Regions from separate parts of the Mus musculus genome. Here all the other regions are linked to region 3. Evidence: chromatin contacts called from public HiChIP or PLAC-seq and promoter capture Hi-C data. All regions are on one chromosome and are shown on one strand. The core of a region is the stretch at or near the end of the contact, and the rest is flanking DNA. Distances in the headings are between cores, read along the strand shown. Region 1 has its middle 26 kb from the start of Gm34933. Region 2 has its middle 46 kb from the start of Gm34933. Region 3 holds the start of Setmar (SET domain without mariner transposase fusion). Region 4 has its middle 4.7 kb from the start of Gm6749. Region 5 holds the start of Arl8b (ADP-ribosylation factor-like 8B).

Evidence for each region. Promoter capture Hi-C pulls out the DNA fragments that hold promoters and counts their contacts. HiChIP or PLAC-seq counts read pairs in DNA pulled down with a chosen protein or histone mark. Capture Hi-C pulls out chosen DNA fragments and counts their contacts.
Region 1: a contact with region 3 is called in a promoter capture Hi-C map of hippocampal neurons, with 7 times the contacts expected there. The contact joins the enhancer-like site here to the promoter of Setmar in region 3. A contact is called at or near these places in 5 of 39 promoter capture datasets (cranial neural crest, embryonic stem cells, hippocampal neurons and 2 more) and 4 of 115 datasets of contacts at active chromatin or transcription factors (astrocytes, embryonic hindbrain and embryonic stem cells).
Region 2: a contact with region 3 is called in a promoter capture Hi-C map of second pharyngeal arch cranial neural crest, with 3 times the contacts expected there. The contact joins the enhancer-like site here to the promoter of Setmar in region 3. A contact is called at or near these places in 6 of 39 promoter capture datasets (cranial neural crest, hippocampal neurons, second pharyngeal arch cranial neural crest and 2 more) and 3 of 115 datasets of contacts at active chromatin or transcription factors (embryonic stem cells and stem cell-derived neural progenitor cells).
Region 4: an H3K27ac HiChIP or PLAC-seq map of thymic regulatory T cells shows a contact between it and region 3, with 6 times the contacts expected there. The contact joins the enhancer-like site here to the promoter of Setmar in region 3. A contact is called at or near these places in 6 of 39 promoter capture datasets (the C10 cell line, embryonic stem cells, liver and 2 more), 4 of 115 datasets of contacts at active chromatin or transcription factors (bone marrow-derived macrophages, embryonic stem cells and thymic regulatory T cells) and 1 of 9 other capture datasets (adipose tissue).
Region 5: a contact with region 3 is called in a promoter capture Hi-C map of liver, with 6 times the contacts expected there. The contact joins the promoter of Arl8b here to the promoter of Setmar in region 3. A contact is called at or near these places in 7 of 39 promoter capture datasets (the C10 cell line, embryonic stem cells, liver and 2 more), 4 of 484 Hi-C or Micro-C datasets (B cells, bone marrow-derived macrophages, regulatory T cells and 1 more), 12 of 115 datasets of contacts at active chromatin or transcription factors (the 230-238 cell line, bone marrow-derived macrophages, cardiomyocytes and 7 more) and 4 of 9 other capture datasets (adipose tissue, embryonic stem cells, liver and 1 more).

The regions. Positions count from the first base shown.
Region 1 is chr6:107,167,038-107,169,737 of GRCm38.p6, reverse strand. No RefSeq gene overlaps it. Among named protein-coding and RNA genes, the nearest start is that of Gm34933, 26 kb to the left of the region's middle. Within about 2 kb of position 1,422, at least 8 of the 459 cell types and tissues checked have an H3K27ac peak or open chromatin away from gene starts, as enhancers often do. A contact at or near this core is called in hippocampal neurons, where this site is marked.
Region 2 is chr6:107,239,305-107,242,004 of GRCm38.p6, reverse strand. No RefSeq gene overlaps it. Among named protein-coding and RNA genes, the nearest start is that of Gm34933, 46 kb to the right of the region's middle. Within about 2 kb of position 1,359, at least 1 of the 459 cell types and tissues checked has an H3K27ac peak or open chromatin away from gene starts, as enhancers often do. A contact at or near this core is called in second pharyngeal arch cranial neural crest, where this site is marked.
Region 3 is chr6:108,063,656-108,066,355 of GRCm38.p6, reverse strand. Setmar (SET domain without mariner transposase fusion) reads right to left here and starts at 1,311. Exons shown (of 2, transcript NM_178391.4): 1 at 1,117-1,311. The coding sequence starts at 1,275.
Region 4 is chr6:108,874,730-108,877,429 of GRCm38.p6, reverse strand. No RefSeq gene overlaps it. Among named protein-coding and RNA genes, the nearest start is that of Gm6749, 4.7 kb to the left of the region's middle. Within about 2 kb of position 1,274, at least 93 of the 459 cell types and tissues checked have an H3K27ac peak or open chromatin away from gene starts, as enhancers often do. A contact at or near this core is called in adipose tissue and thymic regulatory T cells, where this site is marked.
Region 5 is chr6:108,781,660-108,784,628 of GRCm38.p6, reverse strand. Arl8b (ADP-ribosylation factor-like 8B) reads right to left here and starts at 1,570. Exons shown (of 7, transcript NM_026011.3): 1 at 1,252-1,570. The coding sequence starts at 1,374.

The DNA.
Region 1 (2,700 bases), core at 173-2,672, 900 kb after region 3:
GTTTTCTAGCCCAGTCAGTAAGTCCGAAGAATCCTTAGATTTCTTGAAGCACCACATACTTCATTGATCCTGCCCAGTTTCTTCTTCCAAGAATAACATGTGTCATCATGATGACACATGCCATTATCTAAGTGGTAACTCTCTTCAAGATCACATGTTCTCAACAAGACATTGAACAAGACATTACCTCATTAAGTTCATCAACTCAAACTGGGTTTTTTAATCTTCATTCTTTCTAACGTCACTTTATTGTGTAGATGCGAATTTATCTGAGAATCCTCATATAATTTGTTAGTGAGATAAGATACATTACAACTTGTAGATAGTATGGGAAATGTTTTTTTGAGAGGGAAGTTGAACTGATAGCCTTAGTATTTAAATCCAACTGAGCTTAGTAACTTTCACTTCTAAATGTTCTGGGCAAACAACTGAGCATATTTTTATTACAGCCTCCATGCCAAATAATTACAAATTCTGAGACATCTTTGCATCTTTATATATATCCAACCAAATATCTTGGTTAATTTGTTACTGCAATATTATATAACCCCATGAAACCAAGATCAAAGTGATTTTTTTAAATTTAATTTTGCATTGGTAAGAATCTCCCTTTCGAACTTAATCTCACACATCTACATAACTAACAGTTTAACTCGTTAACCATTCATCTTGATGAGATTAGTTGCATTATCTGGAAAAAAAGCATATATTTAATTAGTGGGTCCTCAGTATTTTCAGCTACCAGGCTTTAGGACCATAGAGATAAACTCATTCTTAGGTAACTCTCTTTTTTTCTATGTTAGTCTTCAATTTTTTGAAAATCTAGTATTTGTTGGTTTTCACTTAGTCTCCAATGACCAAATCATGCTGCCCAAATATTCTTGGATGCATGGTTTTTATAGGAATGTGTTCCATGCAGCAAGGCCTACACTCTTAGAGAAAAGCTGTCTCTTTCTTCCAGCAGCTAAACGTTTCCAATGTGTCTAATGCAAGGAGCGGGATTATGGACACAACTCTCTTCTTCATGCTGGGATTTGATCTGTCTTTGACTTTCATGGAGCTTTAAAACAAATAAAACACAAATGATACAAAGTTGAGTAGATATAAAGGGAGATATTTCTGCAAAGGGTTGTAGGGAAGGAAGGTGAATATGATTTTTTAAAAGTTTTATAGGAAAAGAAAAATCACCTTCAAAGGAAAATGTCTTGCTCTGCATGTGAGAGGGACTTATACTGTGCACACTGTAAGATTTTGGATTGTTGTGCATGTTGACCATTTGATTTTATTTTCTTCTACTGCAATGGCTCTACATTTGTTCTTTGTATGTTCAAAGATTCCTTGGAAGCCAGTTAGATGTGTCTGTCAAGACAAAGGCAGCCAGATGAGTTCCAAAAGCAGTCCTTAAGAGCTAGAAGTTTTCCCTCTTCATAACTGAATGTAGATGTTATAGAACTCTGGACGTTTTTAGTCTCCCACATCAAATCAGCACCCAAGAAGGTGCAAACGAAGCTTCTAAATCTGCTGTGAATATTTGACAATTCCTATGATTATTTTTAGCAACTCTTCCCTTAGAAGGGATTTTCTTGCTTCAAATTCTTATCATCACTGGATTTTACACATTTTATAAAGTTCATTAATAGTTTACATTTGTGTTGAAGATCCTTGGCATTTATGGATTTGGCATAAGCAGTTTTGACTGTTTGCTGATGAACCTGATAGTTCATGACATGCTTTGATTTCAGATCTTGCTCAGACACATATTGCAATGGAGCACACAGACAAGCTGATGTGTGGGAGCAAGTCAATGTAGCTAATGGGTAATTCTAACTCGCTGCCTGACACCCACATCTCAATATGCTTATATTATTCTCTTCTCACTGGTTTATGATAATTCATCTGTAGCAAGTAAAACCTTTGCAGCCTTGTGAAATATGCCCTTAACTCAAACACACACACACAGACACATACACAGACACACACAGACACACACAGACACACACACACACACACACACACACACACACACACACACACTCTTCAACAAGATTGAAGAGGATAACAGACACTGTGATAATATGTACAAAGGAAAACAAAAATGAAATGTAATCCCAGAGGAATTCAGAAGGATTTTAAAAGGATTAAAAAATTTTTAGAGATGAATTCAGGGGTGGAAGATAGATTTCAACTCTCAGACTACTTCTGACTGACTTGTGAGGTTGGATACACAGCATATTATACATTATAGTATTTGTATGATTTTCCTCTTGCTTTGCTGTTTTCTGCTGCCACCATACAGAAATAAGTTAGAAAAACAATTTTGATAATATTGTCAGTTGATTATCCAATATCCATGTCTTTCACTCCAGTGTCCATATGGAACCATAATATTTTCCCTTATCCTCATGTCTGGATACCCAAAGTTGGTGGCATTTACATGAATCCTGAATATTTAGGTATGCTCAATATTTTGACATGGCAATATGACATCATCATTTACAAAATCCATTCACAAGACCCTCTCCATTGAGTTACAGGAGCAAGAGAATAAGGCAGCCACTCCACAGCTCGCGCTCGCTCTCTCTCTCTCTCTCTCTCTCTCTCTCTCTCTCTCTCTCTCTCTCTCTCTCTCTCTGTGTGTGTGTGTGTGTGTGTGTGTGTGTGTGTGTGTGTGTGTGTGTGTGTGTGCAGTAGTAGTAGTAG
Region 2 (2,700 bases), core at 110-2,609, 820 kb after region 3:
GAAGTAACATGCTACTCCTTCCACCCAGTTGTATGCAATTCTGTCCTAACTGCACATGCATCCAAGAGGACATAGAATTGTAAGAAGAGTCCATCTATGTGGCATGGGGAAGTAGTCATCTATTCTATATACAGACCTTCCAAGTATGGATGTTTTAAAGCCTTCTGTTCTGTTACATATAACCCCTCATCCATTACTTTGTAAGCCCAATAAACTCCACTGTATTATGGTGGACCTGTACCTTGGTTTGCTGTTTGGACAATAGGAGAAAACGATAATAGTTTTTGTTTGTTTATTTGGTATGTGTGTGTATGTGTGTGTGTGTGTGTCACAGAGTAGGAATCTTAGTAACATTGGAATCTGGTCTTTTCCTGCTTTCTCCTTGATATCTGTAGGTAGCTAGAAATGAGGACAGAAAAGTAGAGTAGAAAGAAGGTCAGATTGGAAGTCTATCAGAAGAGGCTTTCATTTACTTCTGTTATAAGCTACATAGTCTAGAGAGTCATTCTGCTTCTTCAATAGAATGAGAGAGATTATTAGGATATTTTTGTGATTTTTTTTATATCTCAATTATCTTATAGTTTCTCAAACATCTCTAATTTCTGAAATAACTATCCTAAAACCCAAGGTTCCCTGTACCACACTGTGTTCTCTAACCAGTTACCAAGGCAAGATGATAATATAAAAAAAACACTCAGGCTTCTCTCTCTTGGTTTCTTTTTATATAAAATTGTAGAGAGAGAAAAAACTTACCTTGCAGTTCTGTCAGTCTGACATGCTGCTGGCTTCACCCCAAGTTTGCCCTTTTGTGTGGATTCTGATTAGGGCTGGGATATGCATTTGCTTTACCATATAGTTATTTTTGCTTAAATCTTCTCTTCTAACCTTGTCCAACTTCTAGTGCATAGACTTCTAGTTCTTTGTCTAGACAACTTGTCTCTTGGTATAAGGTGAATAAATACCTTTCTGAATTTTCTTTAAAGCTATCTGTAAGATCAAACTAAGTAGAAAAAACACACCTTTTAAATTTTTTTCTTAGTTAACTCAACAGTAAAAATTCAACTGAATTTTTTAAAAATAATAACCTTTTACTTACATGCTTAACACTGTAATTTGTTTTGCTGTATTCTGTTTCCTTGAGCACATAGACCCATATAGCATAAACACATACATACACACACTTATCATCACAGAGACACACATACAAACATACACACTATGACCTACTAAACTAATTTCATAGCTGTCTAATGGGGCTTGACCTACTGATTTAGGAAATTGTCATGGCCAATTTACTACTTAGGCAGAATGCTCTAGAGACCCCATAACCATCTTGGTACACTTTTCGGCAGCAAAGTAAATAATATCTGCAAAGTAATGGATGACAGATGGAGCACATCTCAGGGAGCTGCATCCCAACTCCCTTATACATAAGTGAGGTAGCCATTGCTAGAGAACCTATCCAGGGCATTATCATCAGATATCTTCATGACTTCTCTTATTAAATGTGTTTCATATCCTACAGACACGGAATAACTTTGCCATTCTGTTTCCTGGAAATCTGGGAATACCTGAAGCTTTCTTTTAGACATCCCATAGATCTAGCACCTTCAACATTCTGGCACCTCCATTAGAGCTTGGCTTGACCTTTGTAGCTCCACACAATAGCCTCTGAAGATTTCCTTGCAAGAAACCACCTCTGCCACACAAGCTTGGGATTCAAGCCTCCATCCTTTCCTCCTTATTGCATTTTGCATGTCTGCAGAGCCAGTGTGTTGTGACAACTGCTGCTAGATTTTGTTGTCAGCTCAAGATGTAGGCTAGCCATTTGCTATCACAGCTATATTGGACTCTGTGCCCTTGGGCAGTTGAACCTGAACGAACAGTTCTCTATCCCTTGATTTCAGTCAAAGAACCCCATTTGAGATATCAATTCAAATGCATTTTCATTTGAACAGTTAGGACTTTGAGGGAGCAGCATGGAGCCTCGGGCTATCTGACTGGTTGCAGTGCAGAGTGCTAGGTTTCTACTTAGTTGTATTTATCTCCTTAGCAGTTATAGATGCTTTGTCTATACCTAGTTTTGTCTGCAACTTTGAATTCACTCAAGCTCATTCCCTTAGCATTCTGTGTTTTTGCTCCAGTTCTCTCTCTTTCTCTCTCTCTCTTTCTCCCTCTCCCCCTCCCCCTCCCCCCTCCCTCCCTCCCTCCCTCCCATCTATAGGCCTAGAGAAGACCAGTGAACCGACACATACTAAATGTTAGCTTTCTTGAAATTTCCTCTGAAAAACAACTCTTTCCATTACTTTCAAATTTACCCTTACTAAAACTGTCCAGATTTAAGCAACGATATAGACAGATTCTTTGCTGGAATGTAACATAGCGAACCCCTACCCTAGTCCTTTTTTTTTTTTTTTTTTTTTTCATTTTTCTACATTGTTCTTTTTTGTTTTTTGTTTTTTGTTTTTTGTTTTTTTTTTTTGTTTTCCATTTTTTATTAGGTATTTAACTCATTTACATTTCCAATGCTATACCAAAAGTCCCCCATATCCACCCACCCCCACTCCCCTGCCCACCCACTCCCCCTTTTTGGCCCTGGTATTCCCCTGTACTGGGGCATATAAAGTTTGCAAGTCCAATGGGCCTCTCTTTCCAGTGATGGCCGACTAGGCCATCTTTTGATATATATGCAGCTAGAGT
Region 3 (2,700 bases), core at 62-2,561:
GAGAGAAAGAACATGAAATTGGGTAGATTGCGAGGTGGGCAAGGATCTGTGAGGATTTGGGGGAGGGAAAAAGGATGACAAACATATTGTATGGGATTCTCAAAGAGTAAATAATAGTAAGACGTCAAGAAGACTGCAGTTCCAGTAAACAACCTTGATGAAACTCATTGGCTCTCTGTCTCCTACACACACACACACACACACACACACACACACACACTCACCACAGCGAGATGAAAGATAAAAGGGGCACTAGCCAGGAAGGTGAAGGATTACTGGGAGAGGGTGAGGGACCAGAGAGGGTGGTGGTGCATATCATCAAAACACCTTCTGTGCATATGTGGAAAAATGTCATCACAAAACTCATTATTATGTATAATCAACATTTGCTAATGAACATTTTAAAAATGCCATAGTTAAACTAGATACCCCGTGTGCTAATAAAAAAAAAATAAAAATATCGGGGGTGGGGTGGGGTGTGTGTGTGTGTGTGGGGGGGAAGAAGCCTGTTGTTACAGCCAATTTGACAATTACTACCACGTGGGGGAGCTATGTGTCTCTCTTTCTTGGCTTCTAGGAAAGAGCTCTAGCGCCCCCGGGGGCAGTGAGTAGCCCTGGAATTCTGCTCTGCAGCGAAGTGTGAAACAATCCCCTTCCTACTCACCCCCCCCCCCCCCAGCTTCCTACTCCCCCCAGCTCTTTAGACCTGGCTCTACATGGGCATTGGCCTCAACTACTCAAGATATAAGCAGCTCTCTGGTTCCTTCCATGGAGGCTGTCCGCAGGCCTCTATCTCCGCCCCAACATGGAAGGGTGCAGGCTCCCCTTGGTGAGAATTAAGAGGAGTCTTGTAGTCAGCCCCTGTGGGGCTACAGGACATCCCTCCAACCCAGTCTAGAACAGCGCTGGCCCCGCCTGGGGAGAGAAGGGAAATAGACAGGCCCTTTAGCACCGCCCCTAAGATCGGTGAGCTGCTTTCTAGCTCCGCCCCCATATAAAGGGCACTGGCCCCGCCCCCGGGGGAAAGGGACAGCCCTCTAGCGCCGCCCTCTGGCTCCGCCCCCAAAGAAAAGGGCACCACCCCCAGCCCTTTCAGCCACTTAGCCCTGCCTCTACCTGGAAAGGTTTAGGCCTGGGCTCCGCCCCCAAAGGCCACAAGCTCACAGGCAAGTTCTCCAGGCCGCACGCTACATCTTGTTGTTCTGTCGGGGCTACAGATTCCTCCTCAGATGCTGCTATCTCGAGAGAAAGCTTCTCCACACCTTCCGCAGACATTTATGGTCTCGCTTCGACTACTCGCCTGACCATTTTGGGCCTCCGGGAGGATGCTGGGAGTTGTGGATTCTGCGGCCCTACTTCCTCATGGGAGTTGTAGTTTTCCGTCCCAACAGGCTGCAGGTGAGGGAGATACCTCCCTCAGCGTCGTTGGGGTGCTTTTCCTCTGGATCCCACTGTTTTAAACTAGATACATAGCTGATAATTTCAGAACCACAAAAGGTACAAAATTTGGAGAACTTGAAATGTTTTCGTTTTTTTCTGGGGAACCTTGTGAAGCCTGGTTGTTTGTTCAGCCTTTGAGGGTTTAGTAGGTGTTTGGAAATGTATCGTCTAAGCTGAGGGAGAAAATACAGTCCAGAGAATATAAAGATCTAGAACCCGCGGAGAAGTTGGGTGACTGGCACAGAATTTGTTTTTGATAAGGTCCTCTCCTTGTAAGCTCACCTTGTCCCATTATACAAAACAACAAAAACCTGTTTTGAGTAGAGTCACTCACTGATCACGCCAGAGTTTCTGTATCTGGTGGAAAATGTTAACATTGCCAAATCTCCCCATTTTGCTTGTCTTGCTTCTTTTTCTTATTCTCCCTCTATCCCCTCCTCCTCCTTCTTCTCCTCCTCCCCCTCCTTCTCCTCTTCCTCCTCCTCCTCTTCTTCTAATTTTCTATCTTCACTGCTTTCTGTGATAATAGGGTCCCACAGGGCATCCACTCTTGTTGACCAAAAGTTTGGAGGCTAAAGGGGGACACTGAAATAGATTGTCCTTATAAGAGATTCATTAGAAGATACATTGATGACACAGGCAAACAGACAGACAGGCAGACAAAGGGCCTTCACGGCAGAGCAGGCATTTCTTCTTAGAGGTTTCAGAGGAAGAAGGGAGTAGTTGATGAGTAGCTTGCAGGTAGGCTGTTCCTGAGTTATCTATGAAAGTCACCAAATTACTCTAGCTTCTGGAATTGTTACAGATCCATACAAACGGGGCAGCTTTACAAAATGCAGGATCTTAGGTTTTTCATCTTTGTGTTTTAGAGAAAAAAATTACAAATGTATGTGTGCATAAATAAATATATTCTATATACTTAGGTGTGTGTGTGTGTGTGTGTGTGTGTGTGTGTGTGTGTGTGTGTGTATTTAGCTAGATTTGTTTCAAGACAGGTTATTAGTATGAAACCCAGTGTGGTTTTGAACTCTCCATCCTCTTGATTATTAGGACTACTTGCATGAACCACTGCATCTAAATGTCTTAATTGGCTTTATTTTCAATTCTAGAAAAAGGACAACATTTCACCCTGTAAGGTAGAATAAGCATTCTGATTTTCTGAGCGTAGCATTGGTTGTATAGGAAGAGAAGAGATGGAAAAGCAGAAGCAATAAACAAAAGAAGAATGGTCCTTTCATAGTTACTCTATCCCTGTAAGGC
Region 4 (2,700 bases), core at 25-2,524, 810 kb before region 3:
GGAAACTGCAGACAACAGGGACATAACAAATAGATCTCAAGGTATGTCACACCTGGTACAGAGGAAGGGACCCCGACCCTCACATTGGGAAAGCTGCATCTTTATTGGGACTCACCGAGCCAGCTCTTTACTGCACAGGGGGGCCAGGGTCTGATCTCCAAGAGTTTCACGTGTAGTATGTTTGGAGTGTGGCCCTTAAATATGCACAGCTGACCAGTTCCCAAGTGGTGTGGCTGCTATTTCAGAAGCCACATTTGTAAGAAACAAGTTCTCCTGGGGAGACTGCCTCTTTCTACAGTTTTTCCCATGCTAATGCAACAGCTACTGAACAGCAGAGTCCATAGGGATGGAAAGCAGGTAGCCACTTTTGCAATCCTTGTTAAATCAGTCCCCGAAGGATTTGAGGGCCAGACAGGGCAATAGTCTCCCAGCAAACTCTCAGTGCTGTGATCCACTGAGGGATCTTGGACCACCTGAGAAAGGAGTGCTGTTCAGGGGGCCAGTGGGCAATAAGAAAACCAATAACAACAAAGTTTTCATGGCCTCAAGAAAAGGCTTCTAAATATAACTGTAGGTTTTTAGGCTTCTACTTTTAAATGCTATCCAACTGTGGAAAAAGGTCATTTTCTCCCATGGCCTTAAAGACATCCTGTGTTTCAGACTCCTCTGAAAGGTGGAGTCTGATTTCCTGCTGTCGGAAATGGTTTAGCAGCCACTCCCAGGGATTCATATTCAAGTCTGAGGACCACTGTCCAGTAGCAAAGCCATAAAGAGATCACAAAGGAGAACTCTGATGTAGTCTCAGAACTACGAGCTGTAGCTGAAAAGAGAGTAGATGGGAGGAGGAGGAGGAGGAGGGGGAGGGGGGAGGAGGAGGAGAGGGAGGAGGAGGAGGGGGAGGAGGGGAAGGGGGAGGGGAGGGGGAGGGGAGGGGGAGGATGAGGAGGGGAAGGGGGAGGGGAGGGGGAGGGGAGGGGGAGGGGGGAGGAGGATTTGCTAAGCATATCCATCTTTTGTCGTCCAAGCCTCTGAACATCACTGACTGAACCACCTCCCAAAACCTATGTGACAGGCTGAAAATCAGGAGACCTGGGAAGAATACTAATTTGGAGAAGAGTCTGGCTTCAGTCCCACAACTGTTGATGACGGCTCCTGTCTTCTGCTTATATAGCTCATGGAAACTGAAAACAGACAGGAAGCAGTAGGAGGGTCTAGGAAGTAGAGAAGCCGCTGGTGGTGATAGGTGACAAGAAAGAGAGGCTCAGAAAGCCCCGAGGGGAACCTCCCAATCTGGCATTGTTCTTGATTGCGTGTGGAGACAGGGGCAGCCTTCTAAGCTTTGTCTCATATCCTTGTCCAGCTGAAAACAATGTCACAAACGAAAAGGAAACCACCCACCTGAACACCGAGAAAACCCTGGTGTGCTTTCCAGAGAACGAGTCTCCGTTTCTCCTTTCCCATTCTTATTGCTGGTGCTGAACTATTGCCATCTAACTAAGCAGTGTGTGGCCCTTCCCTACACCTCAGGATTACTCTCTGGAAAATGAAAATGCTGAGCACAGGATACTGTATTAGCCAGGTCACACACATTTAAGACCTGCGACTCGACAACTAAGACCCCCACACAGATGTGATGTTCTCATTACGACCACCACCCCTCATTGCAGTCAGCACACACACCAGGACTTTAACACAAGCTTCCAAAGGACCATGAGATCATATTTTATACTATGTTTTTTTTCTTGTTTTTTTTTTTCTGAGACAGGGTCTGTGCTATATTTAAAAATACTAGATTGGTTTTGTTTTTTGTTTGTTTGGGGTTTGGGAACAGTTATTTTTTTTTCACCTCCTGGGCTGTTCTAACTCTATTTTCCGCAGGCACCACTAGAAAAAGCAAAGCAATAGTGGTCTCTTGTGGAAATGAACAGTATTTGCAACTATATTTATAACCTAACACTGAAACACAGGATGTCTTTAAGGCCATGGGAGAAAATGACCCTTTTCCACAGTTGGATAGCATTTAAAAGTAGAGGCCTAAAAACCTACAGTTATATTTAGAAGCCTTTTCTTGAGGCCATGAAAACTATGTTGTTATTGGTTTTCTTATTGCCCACTGGCCCCCTGAACAGCACTTCTCTAATTCCCAGGAACAGTCTGAGGCAAGTTCAAGAGACTCTGAGATTCCGTGATCCAGCAAGTCCCGATGGCACTGTAGAAGCAAATAGCTACATTTTCATTAAAAGCTCTTTTCATGAGGGAGCTACAAAAATTAAACCCTTTCTACCCAGAGACCCACTCAGAAGTGTTCTAGTAACCTATTGGCAACTGTTCTTCTTTGTTTGTGGCCCCGGAAGGCAAAGAGTAAGGGTACACTAGAACCAACAGGGTTGGACGAATCACAAATACCTGGTGAGTTTCTCCAAGGGATGATGTGCATGTGCCCTGCCCCATAACCTGATGGATGTTGTGGGCATTGTTTGCACTGCACCAGAACAAACTAAATCTCTGACTTATATTTCACAACTTGGGAAAGCAGATATCATTAGCGTGTTAAAATGCACTTAATGAGATTTAGCATTCACACTGTCTTCAACTCACAACTCCAGCTGCCAAAACAGATTATCAGCTTGGGAGTTTACGGGACGAGCTTCATTTTCTCACAGTTCTGGAGGCTACAAGCCCCTGGACTAGTGCATCGCC
Region 5 (2,969 bases), core at 321-2,820, 720 kb before region 3:
GAGGAAACTCCAATTCTTATCTAGGGTAACAGAAAATGAACAGCTTGAAGCCTGTAGAAAAGTTCTAGTATGAAAGAGTCTAAAGTCTGTTCTGCCTTGTTCTCTTGGGGTCGGGGTAGAGGCAACATAGAAAGAGCCTAACATGAAGTTCGGGAAAGTTTCCTTACACTTATATATTCAGCCATCTTCGAAAGAGATTTGAGCCTCCGCTCCTCTCTCTGACGCCTGTTGCTCTATTACTACAGGGACTGAGTCACACGTTACCTAGGTTTTCCCAGGGCAGTGTGTAGCCAAACCAGTCGGGCAGCTCAGCTGTCTCCTGTGTGAGGATTGCAACAATCCTCTTGAAGGTCTAGGAACTGCCGCCACTTCTCATCAGAACAATTGTAAAGCTCAACCCTCTAAGTACAGCCCTAAAACTGTGCAATGACTCCTTGGCTCCAAAGACTGACATTCACGCCCATTCCTTTCCCAACCAATCAAAGACGCAAAACTCAACGACCACTCTCCCACCGAATTCACATTATATTTACTAGGCAACTTCCCTGAGCCTCCATAAGCTACGTCCCAATCCAAACAAATTCCTTCTGCAAGAGGGAAGAAAAAAAAAAATCTCTCTAAAGACCAAAGCCTGCAAACTTTATGTTGAATGCAGATCCATCTATCTACCCGTTTAACACAATCAGCTGTGGAGAAACCGAGACTCGCCTCGCCCTTGCTCCCTGTCTTAGAAAATACTGGGATCTGAATGGTCTCTCCAACAGCTTCCCCCAGTAAGCTAGGTCATCAGTTTGCTCTCCGACGCTCCATGGACAAGTGACAAAGACCAAGCGAACTGGAGGCGCCGAGGCTCCCCCTGGCATTCACAGAAGCGCCCACACGGGTTGCCTGCTTTCACAATGCGACTCCATCGTCCCAAGTGGAGACTTAGGAGAGGCGTCCCCTTCGCAGGCGTTCTGGAAAAGGCCAGGCTCACCCGTCCGGGTGAACAAGTGACAGGTTGGAATTAACCCTTCAGCCTCTACGGCCCGAAAGGCAGCAAGTGTGGCAGACTCGGATTAACCCTTTCCAGGCCGTGTTAAAGGCACAGCCCCCACCACCACCACCAAAACGCAACGTGGAATTGACCCTCCTGCTGCCGACCCTCCGGCTACAACTCCGAGGCCCACACACGCAGGATCGCCCGGCCCGGCCTTCGGGGAGGTGACAGGCGCGAGACGCCGGCCAGGCCGCCCGCAGAGGGCTGCTCACCGCGATGACATTGACGAAGGTGGTCTTGCCGGAGTACTGCAGCCCCACGAGCGTCAGTTCCATCTCCTCCTTCCAGAAGAGCGAACGGAACCAGTCCAGCAGGCGGGAGATGAGCGCCAGCATGGCGGCGGCCGGCTGCGAGCGTGGACGGGCGCGGACGACAGCGGACACTCTTTCCCACGAGCGGGTATCGGCCCCGAACCCGCCAACGGCTCTTCGGCGGGGCCCCTGGCGCGACGCGGGCAGACAGAGGCTGGCGGCAGCGACGGCCGGAGCCAGGAAGCCCAGCGGGTCATATGACTCGCCCTACCCCCCCCACGCCTGGCCCAGCGCAGGCGCGGAAGCGCACGGAAAGAGCGGCGCGGTCCCGTAGACTCCCAGCGCCCTCCGGCGACATCGCCACCTGATGGTGAATCCCACGACACACCCTTCCCTCGCCTTGGTGCCAATTCACTTGTCACATGCCTTTCCTCTTTTCTTTTCTTTCTTTCTTTTTTTTTTTCCCCCCAAATTATGGGTCTCCCAGCAAACGCATGTCAACAATTTCAGTACTTGAGAGGTGGAGGCAGGAGGATCAAGAGTTCAATAAACACAGAAGGTGGGGTTACAGAAATGACTCGGTGGTTAAAAGTGCTTGAGGCTCTTTCAGAAGACCCAAGTTCAGGACCCAGCACCCACACCTGGCAGCCCTCATCAGCCTGTAACTTCAACTCTGGGGGATCCAGATCTAGGGCTTTCTGACCTTGTACATTCTGCAAACATATGCGCATACTCCCACAACGAAACACATAAATAATAATAATCTTTAAAAAAAAACAAAGAGTTGGTCCTCGTTCACTTTTTGATTGAATTTTCCTATAATTGTTCATTGGCAATGTACCCTGAAGGAAAAAGTTAATACTCGGAGGAATTGAACACGGAATAAAAAAAAAAAAAAATCAGAATCTGGGATGGGGATGTAACCCAGTGGTAGAATGCTTGCCTGGCCTGTATGGAGCACTCTGGGTCTAACTAGGGCTCAAGGGAGGATGGGGCAGAGGCAGTGATCCGAATGTAAAGTGAATAAATAAATGAATTAATTAATAGGGAAAATTTCTTTCCCAGCATGTGAAAGACACAGGGTTTGTTTCTAACACAGCAAAACATTAGTGACAGCAAAATCCCTGCCCTCCTGCGGGTTACAGTCCAGTGTGGAGAACAGAACATATACAGCAAACAAACGAGAAAATGCCACGTGGTACTTAACACTATAAAGAAGAGGAACAGAGAAGAAGCTGGAGCCGGCCTGCTTGTCTTTAAGTCAGGTGGTCCTGAGTGGAAAGGCTTGAGGGAAGTGAGAAGGAGAAGCAGGCTGACGTTTGGTAGAAGCACATTCCAGGAAAAGACCCTGAATGGGGAAGGACAGTGAAGTGGTTTGGACTTTGAAGGATGGTGTGCCTGGGGCGAGGGGGAAATGATGGAATTATATTTTAACTGAAAATATATTTTTAAAAAGGAACTCCAGCTGGCTGCCCCAACTTCCCCAGTTGATTTCTGCTTCATATTTGTAAATCTCTAACTTAATGGATGCTTTCTTTGTTAGCTCTCTCCATCAGCTACTCTAGTCATCTCTGCTGGATGTTGTGACCTTGCAGTTTGATGGAGTGGGGCTACCAGTCTACTACTTGCTATTTATCCTTTTACTTTCACTTGCTGTACACTTAAGAAGTTCATTTAAA